2 separate regions of the Danio rerio genome follow, and region 2 is linked to region 1. The links are chromatin contacts, called in public Micro-C maps. All regions are on one chromosome and are shown on one strand. Each heading gives the region's core, a stretch centred on a gene start, on an enhancer-like site or on the middle of the called end of the contact. The rest is flanking DNA. Distances are from core to core; before and after follow the strand shown.

Region 1 (3,073 bases), core at 128-2,627:
GCATCCACTGTGTAAAACATATGCTGAATTATAAGCTGGCGGTTCATTCTGTTGTGGCGAACCCTGATGAATAAAAGGACTAAGCCGAAGGAAAATTAATGATTTTTTTTTTTTATTTCTATGGATGTTATTTGTTATATTTCGAATTTTATTTATGAGGTTGATTTACTTATGAGTCTCACATTAACCTATAGAAAGTAGAAATGCATTTCCTCTATTTTATACAGAATGTATATAGTGTATATGTAGGCAAATACCAGTGAAATCTGCTTGAATAAATAAATGTAAAAAAAAAAAAAAAATTAAAAGTTTTCATAAGATCTCTGTTAGGATATCTTCTCAAACACTGTTGCCTGGTGCATTGCAGGTCCAGGGCGGCCAATAAAGCCCCCCTCAACACTGTGTATAATATTGCAGGTCCGCGTCCACCAATCAGCAACTCCGTAACAAACCGACACGGTGAATTCTCAAGCGTAGGGAAATCTACGTGTCCTTCCGCCTGGAGAAAATAGTCCTACACATGAGTTTATCGAAGAGCCAGACCTTCGGAGAAACAGTATAAAAATACAGTTTATTAAATAGTTAATATTAAATTACGCACTAATTGAAATTATATGTTAAAAAGCACAGAGTAAATATGCTATTCTTTAGTCTATCATCTATTTGTTGCAACAGTTTTGTAAAAAATAAAAAAGTTACACTATAATTCACCTCTCCCAATGACATTTTATAAGATTAATAATCATTTAAAATAATAAAACTGTATATTTATAGCCCAGTAAATGTATAAATAAAATGAAATATAATTAATATGTTATACTTTGTACTTATTTTTTAAATAAAATTATTTCATTTTACTCTTTTGTGTAATTGAATGCTAACTTGTTTACAAGTTTACCCAGTCAGGTCTGGCTAAAATGACCTTTATAAAATATTTTCAAACACTTTTTTCAGAGCCCTTTGTATGAAAATGACTGTGTCGCGTGTGGTGGCCGTTGCCAAACATAAGTGCACTTATTAGTAGTCATACATGAGTAAATAAACATACATGACCACAGTACACCCCAAAATAAGAAAGTTCAAGTCAGTCAGTTTGCTTTAAGTTACTCACATCTTCTAATCCTTTAAAAGGGCAAGCAGAGAACTTGTAAATGTGAACAGCTGTGCACTTGCTCCATCATCTTCATCCTCCGGACGCGTCAATGTTTTAGCAGGACGCACGGCCAGTGCGTTTTCTGCGTTCTGCATCGGCGTCCCTGCGCTGTAACACCGCCTGTGATTGGCCGAGGGAGTCAGGAAGTGCGCGGCGGATGAATACATGCGCGCTTCTTCTCATCGAGTCCACAGCCAGAGCCGCGCCAGAGCCCGCGCATCCCGGAGAGACTCGCGTTCAGTCCGGTCTGGAGATTATCATCAGCACCCGCGCGCCCTACAAACATGGTACGTATCCGTCTTTTACATCACACTCTGTTTAACGCAGTACTGTAGACTAAAGAGTCGGTTAACGTGCAGGACGAGTGTCTGAAATGGCATTTAATAATAATTATAATAATAAGCATTAATAGTATTATTAATAATAAACATTCGTTTGTTGATGTAACTTTCCCATATAATTGTTTACAATGTATGATAAACACAGCGCTTTATTAAAGCACCTGCTGTTGAGGTGTAGTTCAGTGATGCAACAGTCTGAATCTACAACTGCGCAACTGTTACATCCCTTTTCTATCGTAGACACATACATACGGGTTACACAGCTTTAGATAGATGAGAAATCCTCTATATATATGATAATAATTATTATATTGTGTCCTAGAACGAAAATGAAGTTTAATATACATCACCATTAGATTACACGGTAACCCCTGTACCTGTCATATTTGAATCAGACAGACATGTCATGTGTAAGTGTTTATTTGGGTTAAGGTTCATCATCAGGGTTGACACGTCATGCTCATGTTTGCTGAAATATGACGGATGGGACATGATGGAGATGGCTGTTAGATGTGTCTCAGATGAGGATGTGGCTCCGTCAGCCTCTGTTGCATCATCCATCTCCTCTCAAAGACTGAATTACAGCAGCAGGGCCGGTGTTTGCCATGAAAAGCCCTTTACAGGCATTTAAAGGCCTCGCTGATCTGACAGGCGCTGGTGTTTTGAGCAAACCACCACCACACTGTTGCATGGACTAAAAGGGTGTAGCTGGTGCTCAGTTTCCTGTATTTTCTCTCTAGTCACTGTAGCTTATGCAAATAAAAGGTGTGTCTTTTGTGAAATGTCTGCCGCCTGGTTTGTTGAATCTGAGAAGTGTTGTTCGACATTTGGTGTGATGTGTGTAGTTGCGCATCCTAGTAAAACAGAACCTGTTGGAGTTTTTTCTTAAAGATGCTTCTAAACAAGAGACTTAAAAGCCTCTCAGGTTTCTTTACAGATTAAGACGACTCTAGATGTCTCCTATGTCCTGTCAGGAAGAACAACTCAGGAAGTTTCACATCAAATTCGTCCAAGATCTTAGTTCTTTTGTGCGTTTATTGTAAAGATTTACACTCATATTCTGTATGTCAACGGTTAAACTACCACATAAATTACCACATCATCTACTTAGCCTTTCCTAGTTTTGGCCGAAAGGGCATCCGCTGCATAAAACATATGCTGAAATAGTTGGAGGTTCATTCCACTGTGGAGGCCTCTGATAAATCAGGGACCAAGTCAAAGGAAAATAAAGGAATTATTTTACTCATCTTCTCAACCCATCTTCAGAGTATATTTGATATTTTTCCATCAGACAAATACGGTCAGAGTAGTTTTACATTTTATACTGACTTCTCTTAAATGATGTATAAAGGCGTTGGATAGTCGCCATGTTTGGGATGTCATGAACATCCCAAATGCACATAAATCCATCGTGATACTAACCCAGATGCTGCCAGGGTGTAAATGCATGTCTTATGAAGCGGATCAATGGGTTTCTGTTACAGAAATATTTCACATTTTTTAATTATTCCCTTGAATAGAACTGCACTTTATTGAGAAACATGAGAGATGTTACTGAGAGAAAATTTATTTTGCATAG
Region 2 (2,933 bases), core at 355-2,854, 210 kb after region 1:
CCAGATATGTTGAATTTAATTAATAATATTGCTTGTAATCTGTTGCCTCAAATTTATTGAGTAGATATAGGGTATTATTTTTTACAGTGGCATGTCTTGAAGAATTCCTTTTTGGTCTCCTCATTAACACCATAATCAGTTTATGTGCATCCAAACTCGGCCATGGAGGAGCGATGTCCTACAGAGTTTACTTCCAACCTGCTTTACCACACCTGCCAGGAAGTTTCTAGTGGCTGTTTCTCAATATGCGTTCTTCAGCGGTCTTGCGTACTCGTGTTCTCGTGCAACGTCATCATCAGCTGCCCAAGTTCAGTTCCAATACTCAAGACCGCAAGTACGGAGGACGCGTGAAACTTCCCGGATGTGATCTTGATATCGAGGACGCACTGATGCAGACTTGAGCACCGAACTCGCACTGGAAGTCCCAGAAGTCATTGCGACTGGAGATGGGAAGCGCAGCATTTTATTTAGATTTATTATTAAAGTTCAGAGATATCACTTATTTACCTCAGGAGTTTCCCTAAATGACACCGTGAAAGTAAACATTACCATGGACATCTTAATAAAGAAATAAAAACATTAAGGATGTTTGTTTGCTGAAATTCGTATTAAAATCTGTTTTATTTATATTGTGCAACATATATTTATAATGTTTTATGCAATTTTGAAAAGGGGAAAAACAATAAATCGTTGTATGAAGGCTGTAATGTTTAAATAATTTACCATTTAAAACACGTGAAGGTCACGTGACCATCAGGAAGAACGCAGCATCTCAATTCTCAAAGGACGCGTTCTCTGCCCTCGCGGTCTCCTGAGTTCGTTCTTCCGAGGACACCTGGCAAGACCGGTCTTCACAAGAACGCAAGTCCGTTCTCTGCGTTCTTGGAATTAAGAAACAGCCAGAGTCTAGTAAGAGCTTGATTAGTTGGTTCAGGTGTGCTTTATGGTTGGAGCTAAACTCTCCAGGACACAGGCCCTCCAGGACAGAGTTTGGACACCCTTGCTCTAGAATGACTTAGATGTTCCAATAAGAGAAGACTGGATAAAGCAATTCACTAGAATAAATATGACTTTTTTTATTTGTATTGTATTTCATATAAGATTGAGTGCCTGTGGATGGTTGGATAAAGTCTTAAAAAGTATTTTTTCTATTTAGGGCTGGTTATAACTTTTTAAATTAAGCTAGGTTAGAAAATCATTGACTGCTATAGTTTGAATTCAAAAAAACAAGACAACCACTTGGCTTACTGCTAGTTGGTCAAACCTCTTAAGACAGATTTTTTAAATGCTTAGTTCTTGACCCCAAAATGAGACCTGATCAGATATGCTTGAACATGATTTCTAAAGATTTCAAATTCAGACATGCTGAGATCATTGTCTTCATCCGTCATGCAAGGCATGGGAAATTGATGCTTCGTAGGCTTAAAAGTCTTAAATCATATAAGCGATAGTCATATATTTTCTGAAAATTGTCATTGTCATTCTTTAGCTCATAGCCTGGGGCATAAGGACTCGTGTTAAAAAACGGGTTTATGACTGCATTTGAAAACTACTGGTAAGGCAGGTTTCAGCAGGTATAGCGTCAAATAAAATGAGCTTTTTTTGAAACCGCTTCTCAGGGTTAACGAGAAAGCTGCCGGGCTAAATAACACATCACTCACAGCAGTAACAAATGGAAAACACATCTCCGCACAACTTGAGCAAGAAAGGAGTTTATTCAAGATTTTTGTCCCAAAGTAATCAACATAATATTTTCATTGATTCATGCAGAAAAAACCCCACTGGATAATCATCAATATTGATTGAATTTAGTCAGTAAAAAACAGAAACATTCAATGTTCATTGTTCTGATTGGCCTGCTTTTCACACTCACAGGATTTTTATGACAATGAGGAAGCAATGGTGTTTTGGCTCTCAATATGTAATTTCCATGAACTGAACTCTTATTTTTTTAGCTATGCCAAGATATATCCAGATATTCATTCTACAGCACCTTTAATGTTTTAAGGTAAATATAGAGAAATAAAAATAACTATGATAACAGCAGAAAAAGATCACATTACATCACAAGTCCAAATCAAACACCTGAAAAAAAAAAACAGTTTTTGTTAAGGATTTTTTTTTCTTTAGTTTTTTTTTTCCATTCTCCATCTGTAACATGTACTCACACATAAAAAATGTCCTTTACTATTCCTTAAACGATTCCTCCACCAGCTGTCAAAAAATCTGGTCACATGTATGGCTGTTAATCTGAATGATGATCAACCTCAGCTCTAAATGCTCCAGATGGTGTTGACATAAACAACTGAAGAGATGACCTTTTAATAAGGACGTTATGATTGTCCCTCCAGACATTTATCAACACTCTCTTCAGTTGGATTTTCACATTGTGCTTCCTGAACTTGTTCATTCCCGACCGTTTCTTGCGTTCTTAGCCTTTTGCTTCAGGGTTATTTTTTATTGTTCAAGTGATCATATCTGTTTGTACATTTTTAAAGCTTCCATTGCTTTTGAATCACTTCTCTTGTCAATCATTGACTTCTTTCGACAGATAAATCACTCAAAACCCTTTTACTCACAGCTGTCTTCATCCATCCATCAACCAAAATTAATATATTTTTTTAAAGACAGCAACAGTCACTTTTGCAGTTACTGACTCACAAAACGTACGCTCATTGATTTTAGCATGTAAATTAGCATGAAAATATGTTCTGTGTAAAGATACTGGATGAAAATTAGGAGTTGTTACTCCGTGTGAACACTGCTGCAAATCGTCACCTTGGAATAAGGTTCTATCTGCATTCTGAATGATTTTGAAATATTGAGCTTTCGAAGTTTTTGCATTCCATAGCAAACAGTATGTGTGTAACATTTTTTTTTTTTAAATAAAAAGTCATAAAATGTCAACCATTTTTAAAAAACATCCCATCATG

The links. A called contact is a pair of places that touch in the nucleus more often than the background predicts.
Region 2: a Micro-C map of caudal fin shows a contact between it and region 1, with 6 times the contacts expected there. The contact joins the enhancer-like site here to the promoter of calm1b in region 1. A contact is called at or near these places in 2 of 18 Hi-C or Micro-C datasets (caudal fin and an unstated tissue).

What each region holds. Positions count from the first base shown.
Region 1 is chr20:17,961,696-17,964,768 of GRCz12tu, forward strand. It overlaps calm1b (calmodulin 1b), which reads left to right and starts at 1,378. Exons shown (of 6, transcript NM_200082.1): 1 at 1,378-1,440. The coding sequence starts at 1,438.
Region 2 is chr20:18,174,732-18,177,664 of GRCz12tu, forward strand. No RefSeq gene overlaps it. Among named protein-coding and RNA genes, the nearest start is that of si:ch73-74h11.1, 26 kb to the right of the region's middle. Within about 2 kb of position 1,605, at least 3 of the 62 cell types and tissues checked have an H3K27ac peak or open chromatin away from gene starts, as enhancers often do. A contact at or near this core is called in caudal fin, where this site is marked.